Regions from separate parts of the Mus musculus genome. Here regions 1 and 2 are each linked to region 3. The links are chromatin contacts, called in public promoter capture Hi-C maps. All regions are on one chromosome and are shown on one strand. The core of a region is the stretch at or near the end of the contact, and the rest is flanking DNA. Distances in the headings are between cores, read along the strand shown.

Region 1 (3,104 bases), core at 605-3,104, 210 kb after region 3:
TAGCAATGATTAGCCAAACATCTTCCTACCCCATGGCCCAGACAAATAAACACAAGATATTTATCATGGTAAAGCCAATGACAGGAATGTGCAAGACTCTGCCTAGCCAGCCCTGTCCACCTCTGCTATAGCAGGCTCTTTGGCGAGGCTGTTCAGGATACACAGTAAACCACTCACCTTCCTTTTCTGGATTTTTTTCCTCATTTGAAATCTAGCCAGGAGATTTGGCTGCAAATGTCACATCTGTATATAGGTTAGGCTGCTGTGTCACATGTTTCCTGAGGACCTCAAAGGGGGATAACCACAATCCTCCTGGAAAGATGGGAAACTGAGTCCATGGTAGGGCTTGGTCTCATGTGTGAGCTGGCTTTAGAAAACAGTAAGGACAGAATGAATACATGCCCTCAGTACCTGTGACACTTACCAAGCTTCCCGGAAGCTGGTATGCTTATCTCCCACAGAGGAACCTCGAATGAGTGAGGGGGAGAGAGAAAGCCAAGAGTCTGCCAGCATAACATGGGTGTCTCACTTACCCACTATGCATTGCTAAATTCATGTTTCAGCATTCGGGTGGGCAGGATAGAAGGCTGTTCACCCTCCTACAGTAGCTGTGTGGTGTGCCTGAAAGTCATCTGCTAATTTTTTTTGCTACTGAGACATTGGCAGCTGATTCCCACATTGGAGCAATCACTTGGTCCATCTTATCATCACCATTCAACTTCACTTGTGCCAAGATCTGCCTCTCTCACAGCACTGTGTGGTAGCTTTAAGAGTCTCCCTGATAGACCTACTACCTAAAAACCTTTAGCTCAGACTCCTCCTCAGCGAATATGGCCAGAGATATTGGTAATTGGCAGCATTCATAGCCTGGCTCAAAACATTTACAGCAGGTGCCTTACATGCTGAGGTCCTTAGCTGATGCCACTGAAGGGTGTGAAAGGGTCTTGATGCTCCATCAACTTGGGAGATGCTCTGGTGCTCAGATTATTTGCATCAGCCAGGACCATTTGTACTAGCACCACTGAGATGTCATCTCTGATTTCTCAAATGCTCTAAGTATCTCTGGCTCTCCTGTGCAGGAGCTTTGACTGACTTAAAGTAGGAAACATCTCATTTAGCTTCTAGCACCTAACAAGTTACCTACCCTATAAAACCAGTGTTCAAGCAATATGTGCTGAATGGATGGTTGGCACAACTGTGTGCATCATGCTGGTAGAGACTGAATAGCTAGAGATGCAGGAGAGAGGTTAGTCATGGTAGTAGAGAGAAAGTAAGGGAGAGAGCCATAATGTGATGGGCCATATTGGGAGACTGCAAAGACCCTAGTCCGTCCAGCACAGGACAGAATTATGAACACCGTAGAGCACTCTGACCCACTGGCCTGTCACACACGACCTAGTACACTGCCTGATGCTGTGATGGGTCCTTACAATGTAGGCAAATTGGTGCTGATAGAAACTCAGTTTACACAGTTATGAAATGGGAACTGTCTTTGAGGAAGATCTCAGAGGTTTCTATGCATCGATACTTTATAGATCAGGACTTAACAGGCAGATGATAAAGTATGGTGGGGCTTGTTTGCTTGTTTGCTTTCTGTTTTTTATTGGCTGTTTCTGGGGCTCTGTGTCAAATTAAATGTGACTGTCTTTCATATGTTCAGAGAGAAAGGCTGATTTGTGAGTCTTGGCACCAAGCTTGCTCCCAAAACTTGGCTCAGTAAGTTGTTTTCAGGGTTTGGTTCTTTTTCTGTGTGTTTTCCACTTGGGTCCCATCCAATTATGTGGAGTCAGTGCTGTGTGCCCACCCTGTACCTTCCCACCAGGCAAGGCTGCCAAGCCAAGAATCCAATCTTAGTTCTACATACCCTTGGGGGCTTTGCATGCAAATCTTAAGAAGCCCATAGCATTAGCAGATAGAACTGGAATCCTCATGGTTGGATGCAGCAGAGAACATGTGCTCCTCCCAGTAAGCCCTTCCTGGCAGAGGCCTGTGAAAACACAGAGACTGGTGGCAAAATGAGCTTTTTGGAACATACAGCATACCAGGAAGGTAAGAGATGATGATTCAGTTGGGTCTGCCCCATTTCTCAGATCCCTATGTCCTGTGTCTCCATTTCCTCCAGTGGCAACTTTGAAATTTGACCTTTGCATTTAGAGCTGTGGCCTGAGGTTTTGTGTGTCTTCCTGTTACAAATGATATAAGCAGTAGAGAGGTTATTCAACCTTTTTAAGATGACATTCTTCTTGGGGGTGGTTCTGCTAGCAAAGCCTCACTGGATTCTTTTTTTTTAAATTTTTTATTAGATATTTTCTTCATTTACATTTCAAATGCTATCCCAAAAGTCCCCTATACCATCCCCACTCCCCGCCCTGCTTCCCTACCCACCCACTCCCACTTCTTGGCCCTGGTGCTCCCCTGTACTGGGGCATATAAAGTTTGCAATACCAAGGGGCCTCTCTTTCCAATGATGGCTGACTAGACCATCTTCTGCTACATATGCAGCTAGAGACACAAGCTCTGGGGTACTGGTTAGTTCATATTGTTGTTCCACCTATAGGGTTGCAGACCCCTTCAGCTCCTTGGGTACTTTCTCTAGCTCCTCCATTTGGGGGCCCTGTGTTCCATCCAATAGATGACTGTGGGCATCCACTTCTGTATTTGCCAAGCACTGGTATAGCCTCACATGAGACAGCTATAACAGGGTCCTTTTAGCAAAATCTTGCTGGCCTATGCAATAGTGTCTGCGTTTGGTGGCTGATTATGGGATAGATCCCCTGGTGGGACAGTCTCTGAATGGTCCATCCTTTCCTCTCAGCTCCAAACTTTGTCTCTGTAACTCCTTCCATGGGTGTTTTGTTCCCAATTCTAAGAAGAGGTGAAGTGTCCACACTTTGGTCTTCCTTCTTCTGAGTTTCATGTGTTTTGCAAATTGTATCTTGGGAATTCCAAGTTTCTGGGCTAATATCCACTTATCAGTGAGTGCATATCATGTGAGTTCTTTTGTGATTGGGTTACCTCACTCAGGATGAGTTCTTTGGTGATTGGGTTACCTACCCTCCAGATCCATCCATTTGCATAAGAATTTCATAAATTCATTGTTTTTA
Region 2 (2,996 bases), core at 279-2,778, 190 kb after region 3:
AGTACCACATGCAGCTGAGAACTAAGCTTTCAAACCATGAACATGTGATGAACTCTGTTAGCAAGAGTAGGCAGTACCCTGATTCTTTCCCTCAATTGTTTATAAAGGGCCAACAGGGACAGTGGCCATGGTATTTAATAACATTATTAGTTTTCTTCGTGTCATTGAAACTTTAATATGTGGCAGGAACACTTCACATGAGGGCTGCTTTGTTTTGGTTTTAGAGCACTTTAGTCCACATATTGGAGAAGCAGGTCTAGAAGCTTAGTTCTTCATAGTCTTGAAGAAGGTTAGAGAAATAGGAAGATACAAACCCCTGCGTTGATCCCTCAAATTTCTGCATTGAAGTGGGAGCCCAGTAAGTGGACACTGTCAAACATTTAGCTGTTCCCAAAGACTTGTGACTGCTTCTCAGAGCTAAGGTAGGAAGTGTGGGTGTTGAAAACAAGAAGGGTTCCAGAGTGGACAGTGTGAGCAATAGGAACTCTTCCGTTCCGTGCCCATTTGTCCAATGGAAAAATAATGATCTGGCTCAGCCAAGGATAGGGCTGAGTAATGTGACCTCAAAATCTGGACCACTGTGTTCCTTACATACTGTGTCAGGTCCCTAAGACATCTAAGCTGACAAGAAAGGCTGAGGGTATCAAAAACTCAGAGAAGTCTAGCCCTAGAGTCTACATTCAGAGCAACAACATAGCAAAAGTGTCATTTAGCACCCTGTGTAAGTAGAGAGAATCAATGCTGGTGGCCTCTCCACTGTTCTGAAGGTCAAGTGGCTAAGGACACCTTGTAATTTAGAACAACATGGAAAGTTGAGATGAAGCCATACTTGCAGGCATGGGACAATGAGGCAGAGTGACCTTGATTTGGGAATACCTTCCTGGTTTTTAACAGGGGTGAAATGTTCAGCAGTGGCAGCAGGTGGGGACAATTGTAATAATTGATGCCTATCACTTTCTGTATCTCTCATTACTATAGCCAAATTCTACCCTCTCTCCCCTGACCCGGGGTCTTCAGGTTTCCTGGAACTCATAAATAAAGGATTTGTGCCTAGCTGGATGATAGGATATAAGACTCTGCTCATTGCCATGCGTGGCATGCATTATAATGAACAATACTATATGTAATGTCATATCTTTTTTATCATTTTCACTCTGTACTATTCAACAGAGCTGGGTATATATACTGTTTCTCAAGATGGGAGGGGCAATTGAGGAAAAATGAGGCCCTGGAGGAGAGGCTGTATAAATACAGTGATGGGCCAGCTCATCCAAGGCTTGGGTTGGGCAGGACTATGTTCAGTCACTACAGGTAACCTTTAGGGTACTGATAGCCACACAATCCTGATCCAGCCTGTTCAGCAGTAGTTGTGGGAACTCTGGCTATTTGTGTAATAATCCATGATTCTTTGTTGGATTCTGTGACCTATGCCAAAGTCACCATGAACTAGAGAGCCACATTGTACTCCTTACAACAATCATGATCAGGCAGGGACACTGCAGCACTTACCAATGTTTGATTAGCTGCAATTGCAGCTAAACTTAGTTCTCCTTGGGAAGCATATGGCTGTGACAGATGGTCCAGGAAGGCCCAAATCACATAAGCAGGCTCTTTGTTTCACATTTGCTGAGTTTCCTGATGACTTATTAACAGGAATGCTTCTCTCTCTCTCTCTCTCCCTCCCTCTCTCTCTCTCTCTGTGTGTGTGTGCATGCATGTGTGTGTGTATGTGCACACATGTGTTTGTGTATATGTGCATGTGTGTATGTGTGTGTGTATTCAGGATTAGAAGTTAGAATTGTAGTTATTTCATCCTCAGAGAGTCCCACGCTGTGGTTTTAGGCATATTTCATACCTATTGTATTGTTTACAAAGGATCATGTATTGATGTGGGGTGTAGGTCAGCATGACAACTTAGCTAGAAAGAGAGATAGCATCATCAAGCTAGCTTCTCCATTTGACACTTAGCTCACTACCACGCATGTGGTAAAACACAGTGGAAGGGTCTGCCTTAGAGTAGGCTTATGCTCTATCCTTGACAAAGGTCAAGCTTGATAAAAGGTCAAACATACAAAACATCCTCCTCCATTCCTGCTCAGGAGGAGGTGAGCTACAGTTCTTATCTCACAAATTAAATATGTATTAACTCTCAGAGCTACCTCCGATTCCCCAGAGAAGAGAGTACAGTCCATAAAGTAGAAATAAATGGGTCAAGGAACTGTAGTCTGGCACACTGAGGTGTAAGGGGTTGTTGAAGAAGCCAAGGGGGCCTAAATGGAAGGAGGGAGACAACATGAACTTAAATGCTTTCTGTTCCAGAATGATGAAGAGTATGTGCATGTATTATGTGTATGTGTGTGTGTGTGTGTGGGGGGGGGGGTGATGACACTGACTGCTGTGCAGAGCTGAAATATCCCTAGTGTTGTTTGTGCCTGGGAAGGAACTAAAGATGAGTGATTTAAAATTTTTCCCAAGAGTCCTTCCTCCAGGTGTAATTAGAGAACTTTTCTGTGCTCCATCTGAGTAAAGCCCTCTGTGAATTTGTTCTTCTTTCTTTTCAGTATAAACAAATGAACAAATAAACAAAAAAACCTAAGATCTCTATCATAACATGCCCATTCTCCCATGATAGTTCTATTGGTAACATTTTACCATGTTTATAACCACACCATTTGCTAATTTCCACACCATTACCATGTTTATAACCACACCATTTGCTAATTTCATCAAATAGCATGTCTGTTCAACCATTTTGGCTCTCCATCACATGTTATACCCCACACAAGCACTTTCATAGACCCATCCTGAGATGGTGGTACTCTCCCGGTCACAGTTCATGGCTGAGAAAAACTGAGGCTTGGAGTAGAAGAGGCTTAATGCATATGTACACACTATATAGACCCCAGTGCCAAGAGCAAACCCACATTTTTCAACTCAAGTCTGTGCTTTAAAAAAACAAAAGGTATAAGACTATTCACTGGACTCCATTGCTGAAA
Region 3 (3,179 bases), core at 662-3,161:
AAATATACATTTTCCTGGGTGTTTTCTCCTTGATCCACGAGAGCTACTCTGTTTGAAACGTTATTCTGTACTTTGTTTTCATCACATAACATATCATGGAACTTTCCCGTCTAGATTCTTGAAACATGTTTGTTCCAATGCAGGGGAACAATAATCCCAGCATACTACTCTGCTAGGGATCAGGAAGTCCAAGCGAAAGCGGTAAGAGGCTTGCTTTGACTTTCCAAAGTAAGGTTACGTAGAACTGAAATGCAAATACACGTCATCGGATTTTAATCATATTTCAAGGGCAAATATTTGCAAAAGAACAACACTCATCTTCCCTGATGGAGAAGCAAATAATCCTTTATTCGTCATTCTCCCAGTATTTACTGGGATTCGCATTGTTCCGGGCTTGGCTGGATGCTGTGAAGAGGATCAGCAAAGCAGATGGGTCATTTGCTCTGGTCTCTGTGCCAACAGCACCTTCAGAACTTGACATTCACTGCCACAGTAGCCAAGTAGGCAATCTTCTTCCCATGATGACCAACCCTTCCCCTTGCTTAAGTGCCTTCTGTGTCCCACTGTGTTCAAAGTCAACTTTGTCTTGGCTCCTCCAGTCCAAGCTCTTGTCTCACCTTCCCTAGTGCCCTCCGTTCTAGTCACTCTGGGTGTTCCCTGTGGATAAAAGGACAAAATAAAATCAAACGGTCCTGTTTATCTAGTTTGGGGCGGGGGTGGGGTGGGGGTGCCTGCCCCTTTCATGTGGGAATATTCTTCCCCATTCATTACCATCACCTCTGGCTATACTTGCACCTTCTTCCAAGTGTCTTTCCTTCACCCCATGTGAACTACTGCAGCCTAGTCTAATAGACAGAACACTCAGCTTCCAAATTCTAGCACTGGTTCCACTTTTAAGGCTGCTCTGTCACCTGTAACAAGTAGGACACAAGAACTTCTTGACACTGTCATAGTGAGATGATGTATTCCCAAGCAAACTGCCCGCTGAAGAATGGCTAGTAGATGTGAGTTGCCTTATGTTTTCTCATTGTTGTCATTTTTTTCCCATGGATCAAGTTGGCATACCTCTGAACCCTTAGTGTTTAGCATGAAGAACATCTGTAAATGATGAATGGGCTGTTGCTCAATGACCATTGCACATTTAGTAGTGGTAGTATGGGTCACTTCCAGCTTTCAGACTACTTATTTATTTAGGTGTGTACTTGTTGCATCACCAACTTCTCCCAAGTTTAATACCTCTCTCCCCTGGGGTCTGAAAGAAACCTTTCCTTCTAACTGCATCGCTATCTTGGCTCTGGAGGACAATCTCCGCGCGGAGACTGAGCATGCTCCTGGCCAGGTTGGGCTGGTTGAGGACAGACTTCTTTGGCCCAGCATCTTGCGCCCTCCACAGGCCGGGCGGGCTGGCAGGAGAGCCTATGAGCGGGCGGGGTTTGGCCGCAGGGCAGCCTGGCGCGCCTAGACTCTTCTGGCGGACAGAGGTGGGGGACGCTAGCGGCGCCTCCCAGCTAGTCGCGCAATCTACCGCGGTGCACCGAGGCTGCAGGGGCAGAGCTGAGCGGCAGGGAGGGCTTTCTAGGCCTTGAGCGCGCTCTCTGTGTTGTTGTAGTCTGGCCTTAGGTTCTGGCGTGGGAAGGAGAGCAAGGGCGCTGGAGGAGAGACCCAGCCACGGCCCAAGTAGAGGCTCCCAGTCTTCTCCTAGGCGGGGGAAGAATTCCCTTAACCACATTCACAACCTTGCCTCGGGCACCTTAGCTCGGGCTGCCAGGAGGCCGCGGTGGCCGGGCAGCTGTTGCACCAAGAGGGGGCAGCTGCGGAGTTCCATAACCATAGCAACCGCATCAGCACCACGGCGGCAGTGGCGGCGGCGGCGGCGGTGAGGGCAGCATCCGCTTGCTCCTCCTCCAGTCAGCCTCTCGGTAGAGACCTGAGACAGCTCGCAGGTGCCGCCACCGACTCCTTGGTCCGCCCACAGTCGCTGCCGGTGTTGGCTGCTGGAGAAGGAGACCAGAAGAGAGCGGGACCAGAGCTGGAACAGGGCCCTAGGAGGTGAGAGAGAGAGCCCTGCAGTGGGAGACAGGTAGGTGAGAACGCTGTGGGGGTCACCAGCTGTAAAACTCTTTCTGTGGCAGTGACGTTTCTGGAAGCGTGGTTGCTAGTTGGATGGCTTTCTATTACTGAGTAGAGATTCTTCCGCGATTTTTTTAAAAAATATATCTTTCTCTATTTTCCCCTCAGATATCTCTGCCCTCTGATCTTGCCCCACTTCTGGGCAAAGCTTAGAGACAAGAAGGACCATTAAATGTGATTGTGTGAATGTGGTGGTCCTAAGGGGCTTATTTAGACCTGTTCAGGTCCTCTGAGCCACTGAACCCAGGACAGGCTCAAAAGAAGACCTTGTGGAGGTGGAGGGGCTATGGTCTCTGTTCTATGTGGGGCAAAGCTGACTCAGAGACCATCTCTTTGGAGGGTGGAGAGCACCGTAGTTCATCTGTGGCATGGAAAGGGGCTATAACACACAGTAGCTCTTTATATGTATAGCAGTCTTTAAAAAACAACCACTGCAGGGGGTGTTTAGACCAGGTAGTAGTAACTCTTAAGGTTTGGGGTATGCCCAGAGTTTACTATTCTATAGATAAGATGTTTTGGTCATTGGGGGATTGGATGTTAACAGAAATAAAATTTTAACCAGAATGGAGATAAGAACACCACCCCCATTCTCTTCACCTACTTTTTCCTCCCTCTCTGATGCCAGCAAAACAAACACTGTATGGTGTTAGAGACACCCTCTGTCTGGCCCTTGGCTACTAAAGAACTATCCTACTTTCAGACAGATGGGGAAGAGAACTCCACTTCAATCCCTCATATAATCTAGGAGGGCAATCTTTTCCACTGGGCTCCAAAGCTCTTAATGTTAAATTTGTTTTAAACCCTGGGTGCACCTGATGTATGACGGACTGTTATCTGCATCTTTGGGCTATAGTGAGGGCTGGAGATTGGCACATGATTTAATCCAGTTCTGCTGGGAGAAGAACACCAGAAGACCCGAGGAGAGGGAGGTGCGTTAGCTGAGTAATTTGATTCAAAAGCTTTTCATAGACTTTAGCAGATTTCTGAAGAATTTCCAGGATGGATAGCCACTGCCTGTGAAAGGATTCTCCTTTTATATCTTAGCCCCA

What was found. Promoter capture Hi-C pulls out the DNA fragments that hold promoters and counts their contacts.
Region 1: a contact with region 3 is called in a promoter capture Hi-C map of hippocampal neurons, with 7 times the contacts expected there. The contact joins the enhancer-like site here to the promoter of Fam135b in region 3. A contact is called at or near these places in 1 of 39 promoter capture datasets (hippocampal neurons), 2 of 484 Hi-C or Micro-C datasets (cerebral cortex and cortical neurons), 1 of 115 datasets of contacts at active chromatin or transcription factors (SST interneurons) and 1 of 9 other capture datasets (pancreatic islet).
Region 2: a contact with region 3 is called in a promoter capture Hi-C map of hippocampal neurons, with 4 times the contacts expected there. The contact joins the enhancer-like site here to the promoter of Fam135b in region 3. A contact is called at or near these places in 1 of 39 promoter capture datasets (hippocampal neurons), 1 of 15 datasets of contacts at CTCF or cohesin (the NIH/3T3 cell line), 5 of 484 Hi-C or Micro-C datasets (the N1E-115 cell line, cortical neurons, forebrain and 1 more) and 3 of 9 other capture datasets (adipose tissue, liver and pancreatic islet).

What each region holds. Positions count from the first base shown.
Region 1 is chr15:71,515,856-71,518,959 of GRCm38.p6, reverse strand. All of the region lies in intron 7 of Fam135b (family with sequence similarity 135, member B), which reads left to right. Among named protein-coding and RNA genes, the nearest start is that of Fam135b, 210 kb to the left of the region's middle. Within about 2 kb of position 1,854, at least 18 of the 459 cell types and tissues checked have an H3K27ac peak or open chromatin away from gene starts, as enhancers often do. A contact at or near this core is called in cortical neurons and hippocampal neurons, where this site is marked.
Region 2 is chr15:71,540,998-71,543,993 of GRCm38.p6, reverse strand. The region is part of intron 3 of Fam135b (family with sequence similarity 135, member B); the gene reads left to right. Among named protein-coding and RNA genes, the nearest start is that of Fam135b, 190 kb to the left of the region's middle. Within about 2 kb of position 1,528, at least 21 of the 459 cell types and tissues checked have an H3K27ac peak or open chromatin away from gene starts, as enhancers often do. A contact at or near this core is called in cortical neurons, hippocampal neurons and pancreatic islet, where this site is marked.
Region 3 is chr15:71,726,570-71,729,748 of GRCm38.p6, reverse strand. Fam135b (family with sequence similarity 135, member B) reads left to right here and starts at 1,911. Exons shown (of 20, transcript NM_177819.3): 1 at 1,911-2,080.